Regions from separate parts of the Sus scrofa genome. Here region 2 is linked to region 1. A link is a contact called in public HiChIP or PLAC-seq data. All regions are on one chromosome and are shown on one strand. Each heading gives the region's core, a stretch centred on a gene start, on an enhancer-like site or on the middle of the called end of the contact. The rest is flanking DNA. Distances are from core to core; before and after follow the strand shown.

Evidence for each region. HiChIP or PLAC-seq counts read pairs in DNA pulled down with a chosen protein or histone mark.
Region 2: an H3K27ac HiChIP or PLAC-seq map of alveolar macrophages shows a contact between it and region 1. The contact joins two enhancer-like sites. A contact is called at or near these places in 1 of 5 promoter capture datasets (liver), 22 of 47 Hi-C or Micro-C datasets (adipocytes, alveolar macrophages, brain and 13 more) and 2 of 2 datasets of contacts at active chromatin or transcription factors (alveolar macrophages and skeletal muscle).

Annotation. Positions count from the first base shown.
Region 1 is chr13:51,124,258-51,129,242 of Sscrofa11.1, forward strand. No RefSeq gene overlaps it. Among named protein-coding and RNA genes, the nearest start is that of FRMD4B, 150 kb to the left of the region's middle. Within about 2 kb of position 2,499, at least 3 of the 83 cell types and tissues checked have an H3K27ac peak or open chromatin away from gene starts, as enhancers often do. A contact at or near this core is called in alveolar macrophages, where this site is marked.
Region 2 is chr13:51,230,703-51,235,687 of Sscrofa11.1, forward strand. It overlaps a transcript of MITF not described here. Among named protein-coding and RNA genes, the nearest start is that of MITF, 150 kb to the right of the region's middle. Within about 2 kb of position 2,764, at least 20 of the 83 cell types and tissues checked have an H3K27ac peak or open chromatin away from gene starts, as enhancers often do. A contact at or near this core is called in alveolar macrophages, where this site is marked.

The DNA of each region.
Region 1 (4,985 bases), core at 1,249-3,748:
AGATAAATGTGGAGCTTCTCAAGTCTTAGCAAATGAATTACCCAACTCCCAGCTCTTCTGGGCCCCCACCACATGGAGGGCTTCAAGGCAGCGTGCACTTAGAGTAAATACCACTGGTTTCTTGGCTGCAGGTGTTAGGAGCAGTAAAGAAGACAGAGGCTGTGAGCAGGGTAGTTAATAAGGAAGGAAGGAAAGAAGAGTGCATGCTTGACTGAGCATAGCCACAAATCCTCAACAACTTGAGTGGACCTCTGCTTGCCCAGCCTTGCAATATTCTGCAAGCAGAGCTTCCCTTTATGATTGGGTTGTGCTTGTTTTCCCCATTTCATCTTGGGCGATGGAAGAGCGAGGACTGGGGAATTTTAAAGTCCTGGTCTCAAAGCTTAATTTTTCTCATCAGTAGCTGAGTGACCTTGAACATAAATGTCCCTTTAGCTCCTGTGGTCTTAGTTTTCCTGTCCGTAGACAGAGAAAAATATCTCTTGTCTTGGTGCTTGTGAAGTGGAAGAGCCTGCTCAGGGATTCCCAGGGGATTCATTTACAACCAGTACCTGCTCAAGGTAAAGGTAGTCCTTTCCCCTTTCCCATAATAGGAAAGACACGGTTAAAGGCACAGACAGGAAAGTTCTTAGTCTAATGATATTTAGTGGCCAGTCAGGACTGAGATGCAGTGCTCTTGCCTCCCCCACCCCCCAGCACGGAGGCTATCCTCAGCCTGTTCCACCTCCCCCTGCTCACCTCCACCTCTGTAATCCTCTGCAGCTGGGATAGGGCAGTCGACCTCTGGCACATGAGAGCTCCTAGTTCAAGTGCTGGAACGGCCCCACTGTCTTCCTTAGGACTTTCTTCAGTGCTGTGGCAATGACTCTACTTCCAGCAAGACAAACGGGTAAGTGCAGAGCGAATGAGGATTACTATGCCCCAGAGGCAAACGCCAGCCATTGAAAGTCAGGAGTCAGTGGACAAATGGCACCCCCACATCTCCTTGTCCTGGTTCCTCTGAAGTTCCCCAGTGTGGGTGAGCCCCTTGGCCTAGAGCCTCTCTCCCACTTACTCTCCACCTGGCATTAGCTTTTCTTCCTCTCCTGTCTCAGCACTCTCCTCCCACCTCCCCCTGCTCCTACATAAACCAGCTGCACCCCAGTCCATGTCTCAGGCCCTGCTTTGGGGAAACCCAACTGAGGTGCCACCCGATTTCTCTGTCTTAGCTGAGGACCCTGCATGACTTTGCTTTCTGCATTCTGCTCTCAGAACCACAAAGGTCTCACCCCTAGAAGAGCATTTCATAAGGGCTCCATTTACTGAGCACAGGCTATATGCTAGGCATGGTGCAGAGGGGGAGAAGGTAATTAACAACAAAAAGGGTTTGGTCCAACAGTTACAACAGTGTGGGATAAATGTTTCTACCTTCTTCCTCACACTGACAGCAAAGGGGAGGGTGAGGCAGACCTGAGATTTTTGTAATTACATTAAAGAACAGATGTCGAAGGTTCTGTGGCTGCTTTGCCAGGCAGGAAGGTGCAAGTCCTCTGCAAGATGATTTCTAGAGCAGACCCCCCCTCTTGGGCTTTGGGAAATGCAGATATAGGCATGGAGTTCATTTAGAAGCTCAAAACACAAACATTTAGGAAGAGGTTGTAAGCAAACTGTGAGAAAGAAAAAGTGGGTGAGGTCTGGGAATGTGGTGATTGTTGGCGGTGGGGGATCCCTAGCAGTGACACATCAGTGACAGGTTTCCATGGAGGATGTTCAGCAAAACTAAGAACAGGTAAGTTTCCTTGACAGCTGTATTTTGCTGAAAGGTAGGTCCCCTCTGCTGTTCCCAGCTTCTTTTGGGCATGGGCTGCACAATTGCTTTGTGCTAATTAGCTTTTGTTAGGGACAGGTAAGGAAAGAGTCCATCTTTCCTTCAACTTGGCGCATAGAAAGCAAAGCAGCCACCAAAGACCAGTCACAGTTCAGAGGAAACAGGAAACCTAAACTCTTAGAATCTTCAAGTCTCTCAAGCATGTCATGTCATGTTACAGGAAATACATTCTTTCATTCAGTCAAGAAACACTGAGTTCTGTGTATCAGGTGCTATTTTAGGCACTTGGAATCAAATTAGACCAAACAAATAAAAACAAACAAACCCCCCCAAATCTTTCCTCCTCTGAAGTAACCAGGAAAGACAGAAAATAAATAATAAGCATAAGAATAAATAAATTATGTAGCATGTTAGAAGGTGATAAAAGCATTGAGAAAGGGAAACACTAGAACAGTGTGAAAGTTTGGGAGCAAGTGGGGTTGTGAGTTTTTTTTTTTTTAATATAGGAGGCTGCATAGGACTCATTGAAAAGGGGACAATTGTGTAAAGAACTGAATACTAATAATCCAGGAACAAAACAGTTAGGAAGCCTACAGAATCTTCTGAGCTTGGCTTGGTGATGAAATCCTGCCCTAGAAGCTTTGACAGTCTGATGACTGTGTCGATGAAATTCCACAGGGAGGCAGCAGATCCTAGTGATGACAGCAGCCTTGGGGAATTCGGACAATGAAGGCATTGTGCTTCCCAATTGCAGAAGAAGGCCTCAAGAAATCTGCCTTCGACCTGAGGGATTGTCAAGGTATTTCTTTCTTATTCAAGATGTTATATGGGTATAGATTTGTGGCTCTTTGTAACAACAGCAATAGCAGTGGCTTTTATGATGTTACTATATGCCACGTACTAGGTGCATTGTTGCATTTACATTTTCTGTGCTTCGTCTTGTTCTTGCCCCATTTCTCAGATAAAGATGCTGAGGCTCAGAATCTTAACACTAGTGAAGGTGGGAACGAGAATTTGCCATAAAATCTTTGAAAAATCTTTGGACTCTGGCTTGGTAGAAGGAAGGAACTTTTTTTTTTTTTTTTTTTTTTAACTTTTTAGGGCCGAACTCATGGCATGTGGAAGTTCCTAGGCCAGGGCTCGAATTAGAGCTACAACTGCCAGCCTACAACACAGCCACGGCAACAAGGAATCCGAGCCACGATTGAGACCTACACCACAGCTCATGGCAGTGCTGGATCCCCGACCCACTGAGCAAGGCCAGGGATTGAACCTGCATCCTCATGAACACTAGTCAGATTCATTTCTGCTGCACCACAATGGGAACTTAGGACGGAACTTTTTTTAGATGTGTTCATGAAAGTTGCATGTGGGATGTGATTCAGTTAATTGAAAGCTAGAACCTCAAAAATCAGTAATATCAAGATGAAAGTAATAACCGTATTTAGTGAGTGGCACCAAGCACTGTGCTAAATGCTTTACACATGTAGTGTCATTTAATCCTTAATCATGTGCTCACTCCATGCTGAGCACTGTCTATATTGTTGTGTCAGATTCCTTCCCAAAATAACTTCATTCATAAATATCATACATAATCAATATTCAAACAACGGAAGGTATATATTATTATTATTATTTTTGTGTGTGTGTGTCTTTTTGCCATTTCTTGGGCCGTTCCCGCGGCATACAGAGGTTCCCAGGCTAGGGGTCTAATCAGAGCTGCAGCTGCTGGCCTACGCCAGAGCAACAGCAACATGGGATCCGAGCCACGTCTGCAACCCACACCACAGCTCACGGCAACGCTGGATCCTCAACCCACTGAACGAGGGTTACCAGGGTTTCAGACTTGTCAGACTATAAATCTCTATGTGAGATGTAGCTAATTGGTACTGTCAAGGAGGGAAATTTAGAAAGACCTAGATAATAAGCAGATATTGAATTCAGCTAGGGTGACTATTTTCTATTGTTTCTGTTCATAGCCCTCTTACATCATAAATCTCCCATCTCTCTGCTCACATGTTGGAAGAAAGGGGGTTTGCCCCCCCCACACTAGTTATGTCAACCATCCCTTCTGAGAGAAGCCAGAATGCCCACCATTTCCAGAAATTATGGGAGAAGCCAGTGCTATAGAGTGTAACTGGTTGACCAAACAGAGTATAATTGCCTGGCAGTTGCTACAGTGTTAGGTGGGCTGAGGCCCAGGATGCTGCTATGTGTCTGTGAAACTGGTGAAACCTGGAGAATCTGGGGCTCTACCTTAGTTTTATTGGTTGTATCTTGTACTGTCTTGCATCCCCTGTTTATGCATTTACTTTTTTTACGAGTACAGTATTTTCTTGAATATTATTAATGTTATTTATTGAAATGTGCTAATCTCATCTATTCCCTGAGTGATTCTCTAAATGTTCCTTGGAGATCCAGTTGTTCTATTCATTTGTCTTGGCTTTTCCCTTTATTGGTTTTCCTCAAATATCTGAGGCTTGGGTTTATTTTCCTAATTGTAGAATGTTTATGACAACAACAAACAAACACTAAATTAGGTTCACCCCATGCCAGCAACTATTGTAAGCACTTCCTAGGATCAACTCCTTTCATTGTCACCTCAGATAAGGAAATGGATGGCTAAGTGGATGATACAGTATTCAACCCCCAGCTCCTCTGATCCTAAAGCTTGAGGTTTGTTTTTTTTTGTTTGTTTGTTTGTTTTTTTTTTTGTCTTTTGTCTTTGTGGGGACGCACCTGTGGCACATGCAAGTTCCCAAGCTAGGGGTCAAATCAGAGCTGCAGCTGCCAGCCTATGCCACAGCCACAGCAACTCTGGATCCAAGCTGTGTCTACAACCTATACCACAGCTCAGGGCAGAACTGGATCCTTAACCCATTGAGCAAGGCCAGGGATCGAACCTTCATCCTCATGGATGCTCCTCCGCTTTGTTCACCACTGAGCCACAAGGGCAACTCCCTAGAGCTTGAACTCTTAACTGCCACATAACAATGGTGTTGTAGTTGTATTTGGTTTGCATTTAGATTTTATTGTGATTAAAATTTCAGAAATGTAAAATCTGTAAGTGCTTATGAGAACCACCACTGGTTGAATCCATATCCAATCTTCTGTTCTTCCACAGCAAGAAATCTGTGGCCAGACATATGGCTGTCCCAACTGCTTAGCTTCCTTCACA
Region 2 (4,985 bases), core at 1,514-4,013, 110 kb after region 1:
TTACAAAGCTACAGCAATTTAAAGTGTGGTACTGATATTAGGACACACAGACCAGTGGAATAGACTAGAGAACTCAAAAATAAACCCTCATGTATATTGTCAGATATACCTTTGAAAGGGTTACCAAGACTACAAAATGTGGAAGGGACAGTCTTTTAATCAGGGGTGCTGGGAAAACTGGATATCCACATACAAAATAATGAATTTGGACCCTTATCTTTTTTTCTTTTTTTGCTTTTTAGGGCCATACCTGCAGCGTTTGGAGGTTCCCAGGCTAGGGGTCCAATCAGAGCTACAGCTGTTGGGTACACCACAGCCACAGTGGCATCAGATCTGAGCTGCATCTGCGACCCACAGCAGAGCTCACGGCAATGCCAGATTCTTAACCCACTAAGTGAGGCCAGGTGTTGAAACCACAACCTCATGGTTCCTAGTCGGTTTTGTTTCTGCTGCGCCATGGCAGGAACTCCTGGACCCTTATCTTATACCATATACAAAAATTAACTTAAAATAGATTGAGATCTAAGTATGAGACCCAAATTATAACACTGCCAGAGGAAAACATGGAGGAAAAGCTTCATGACATAGGGCTTGGCAGCCATTTCTTGGCTATGACACCAAAAGCACAGGCAACAAAAAGAATGTTAGACAAATGGGACTATATCAAACCTAAAAACTTGTGTGCATCAAAGGATATAAGCAGTAGAGTGAAAAGGAAAGCTTGGAATGATAAAAAACATTAGCAGGGAGTTCCCGTCATGGTGCAGTGGTTAACGAATCCGACTAGGAACCATGAGGTTGCGGGTTCGGTCCCTGCCCTTGCTCAGTGGGTTAATGATCTGGCGTTGCCGTGAGCTGTGGTGTAGGTTGCAGACGCAGCTCGTATCCCGCGTTGCTGTGGCTCTGGTGTAGGCCGGTGGCTGCAGCTCCGATTCGACCCCTAGCCTGGGAACCTCCATATGCCACAGGAGCGGCCCAAGGAATAGCAACAACAACAAAAAAGACAAAAAAAAAAATTAGCAAATGAAATATCTGATACGGGTTAATATCCAGAGTATGTAGAGAAGTCCTATGCAGATATAGCTAGTCATAAGAGAAATACAAATGAAAGCCACAGTGGGATAGTATAGTGATTATTAAACAATCAGCCAACCAATAAAAAGAAAAAGTAGGGCTTCCATATGATTGAGCAATCCCACTTTTGGGTGTATATCTAAAATAATGAAAGCAAGGTCTCAAAGAGATATTTTCTCACCCATGTTCATAGCAGCATTATTCACAGTAGCCAAGAGGTGGAAGCAATTCTTGTCTATTAATGGATGAGTAGATAAACAAAATTTGTTATCTACCTAGAATGAAGTATTATTTAGCCTTAAAAAGGAAGGAAGTTGGTTATATGCTACAACATGGATGAACCTTAAGGACATTATGGTATATGAAGTGAGCCAGTTACAAAAGACATATGATTCCACGTATAGGAGGTATCTAGAGTGGTCAAATTTATAGAAACATGAAGTAGAAGGAAGGGTGGTTGCCAGGGGCTGGGGGAGGGAGAAAAGGGGAATTTTGAGTGGATATTGTTTCAGTTTTAGAAAATGAAAAAGTTCTAGAGATTGGTTACATAATAATGTGAGCATGGTTAACACCGCTGAACTGAACACTTAAAAGATGGTAAATTTTATAAGATGTGTTTTTTTAACCAGATTTTTTTTTTTAAATTATGTTTGTCCCCTGGTTCTAATTTAACTGCTTGATTGAGTTATTTGAACATCTTACTCGAAGTTGTAAACTTTGAGCTGATATGCTGAGTGTGGGGCCCACAGACACATTCAGATGGACTCATAATCCTTTTTTGACAAAATACAAATGAGAGTTCAACATTTTAAAAACTTAGGAAACTTTGTGTTGTTCCCATTGTGGCTTAGCGGTTAACAAACTTGACTAGCATCCATGAGGACGAGGGTTTGATCCCTGGTCTTGCTCAGTGGGTTAAGGATCCCGTGTTGCCATGAACTTCGGCGTAGGTTGCAGACTTGGCTTGGATCCTGCATTGCTGTGCCTGTGGTGTAGGCCGGTAGCTACAGCTCTGATTTGACCCCTAGCCTGGGAACCTCCATATGCCGGTGCGGCCCTAAAAAAGACAAAAAACAAAAAAAATTCCCCAATTCCTTATATGAGGTCCAAGGCCTCATGTACACAGTTGATCCTTCAACAGGGCAGAGGAACCCACATTTCTTGAGCCATGGAGAAGCCACGTAGAATTTACAGTTGGCCCTCTGCACCCATGGATTCATCCAACTGCAGATCCTGTAGTACAGTAGTATTTTCTGTTGGAAAAAAAAAGTGTGTGTACAAGTGGACCCAATCATTTCAAACCCAGGCTGTTCAGTACAGATACTAACTTCCTGGCCTATATGTAGATTGTACTTATCAAACTCCTTAATTCCTAATGCCTTATTATGACTGATATTACTCTGTGGATGCTCTGCTGGTCCTACACTAACTCCTTAGGGAGCCTGTGTCTGTTTTAGGTCCAGGACTTATGATTTTTGTATTTCTATAGGAACAATATAGACTTAGTGCCTTTTTTTTTTTCTTTTGCATTTTGTTGGCAGCAAATATTGTCCTGCGAGTCATATTCTAAATATAGATGTGTTAAATTTCAAATGTGAAAGTTTTTGATGGTTCTGAAGCCAGTTTGTTAATCAGGACAAATGCTACAATTGGCGCCAGTGTTTACAGACTCTGGGGGGATTGTGAAATCCTGAAATCCGCCCTCGCCTCTGTGATTCAGCTCTGGGGTTGAAAGAAGCTCCTTGACCCCTAAAAGAGTTCTCCAAGTTGTTTTTCTTCTTAACAATGTGGTGGTTCGTTGAGTGTCATAACTTAGAAAAGAAAAATACTCATTCCTTAGTTCATTTTCCTGGTGCTGGATTAACAGCACAGTGATAAATCATTTTTGTGAGCAAAAACACAATCATGTTTTGTGATTTTTTATGTGCCACCAGTAAATCAGTGTCTGTCTATAGAAAGAAATCTAGAAAACCAAGGGCCTGCCTCTTCATGTGAAGTTTAAAATAGTTCCTTGTGCAAAATGTAAAAATCTTGGTTCTTTGAAAGTTGAAACTGGCCTGATTTTTTTTTATCTTGTATTTTTAAAAATTATTTAATGATTTTTATTTTTTCCACCATAGCGGGTTTACAGCGTTATCTTGTATTTTTAAATCTTATTATCTAAGCTTTCAAGATAGGTGTCCATTGTAAGTAGGGACAAAATACTGGGAAGCAGCAGTTTTGAACATTTTTCAAAGTTATCCACAGCATGGCAAAAGTGCATGTAAGTGTATACGCATGAGGCATTATTAGAAATGCTTGTATGTTTCATGCTGGGTCTACTGCATTTGTGCAGTTGGACTTGGAAAATACATGCATTGAAAATAGTGGCCAACAGTGGTGGGGGGTGTAGGGAGAGGGCTTAGTTTCCAGTTCTGGTGGCATGGAGGTATTCAGAGAACTTTCTGGTAATGAGACTTGGGTAATTAAGTTGACATGCCCTGAGAATTTCTCCTCAAAGGGGAGCCTCATGCGATGAATCCTTATCTCCACTGGCCAGAAGTGAGGCTGTCATCTAGGGAAGTTAGTGTCTCTGTTACTGAAACGAGATAGGACTGTAGCTGATTCCATCACTATCTGGTACAGAATTTTTCAAGATGAGCAGCGGATCAGAGAAACCAAACCAAAGAAGCTAGTTGAACCAAACTTTGTGTTGCTAACTAGAGACCTGAGAGGGAAGAAAGTGACAGGCACTTGGAGTTGCTTTCCCAAATTGTATTTCACTGCTTTTATCCATTCAGTTGGTCAACAGCAGCACTCACTGGTAAAAACGGGAACAACAGACTCAAGTTTTGCTGTCAGCTATTATGGTGAATATTCTCTCTTTTTTTCCTTCTCCTTCCTTTCTTTGATCCTTCTCTCCCTCCCTCCCTTCCTAAGTCCAACTTTCTTTAAATATATATTTTAATTCCAAAGGAATAATAACATGAAGAAAAACTGGCTAATTTTCTCCTCACCAACCCGAATCCTGCCCTACTGAAGAAATCAATATTAATAACTTGTTTTGTTTCAACAATCATTCCCTTGCTCTTTGTTTCAACAATCATTCCCTTGCTCCTGCAAACATGATCTCTAGGCATAGAAATTAGTTTAAATATTTATAAAAGTAGGCTGATGCTGTATACAGTGCCCTGTCACTTTCTTTATTCTTGTGACAGTCATGGGCATCTCTCTGATCAGTACATTTAGGTAAAAATTGTTACTTTTAGTGGCTGTAGACTATTTCATAGTATGATTTTATCATAATCCCTTCTTGATTGATTCTGATTGTCCACAGATTCTTCCCCCTACCCCCCTCTAAAACAATTAGTGCTGCTTATTTTAATTGCATATTTTTTGGGAAAAGCCTTTTTCACATGTGTGATATTTGAAGAGAAAGGTTAAGGGATTTTTTGATTTTTCATTGTGCATTTATTTACTATACAATTTTATGTAATTTTATCATCTTAGGTCTTTAGATTTTCTAATTTGCTAATTTACCTCTCAGAATCTTTGCATTTTGGCTCTCTCTGTTAATACTTAGTTTCTCAAGCTCAGCACTGTTGTAATTTGGGGCCAGATATTTCTTTGTTGTCGGGGGGTGGCTGTCCTGTACAACATAGGCTATTTAACTGCGTCTCTGGTCTCTATCCACTAGATTCCAGTAGTGTGCCAATCCCCTCTGAGGGTGTGATGACAAAAAAGGTCTTCAGAAGTTCCCTTGTGGCTCAGCAGGTTAAGGACCTGGCATTGTTACTGCTGTGGCTTGGGTTGCTGCTATGATCCAGGTTCAATCCCTGGCCCGGCAACTTCTGCATACCTGGCCAAAAAGAAAGAAAGAAAGAAAAAAAAAACCCAAAGAGTTCTCCAGACACTGCCAAAGGTTCATGGGA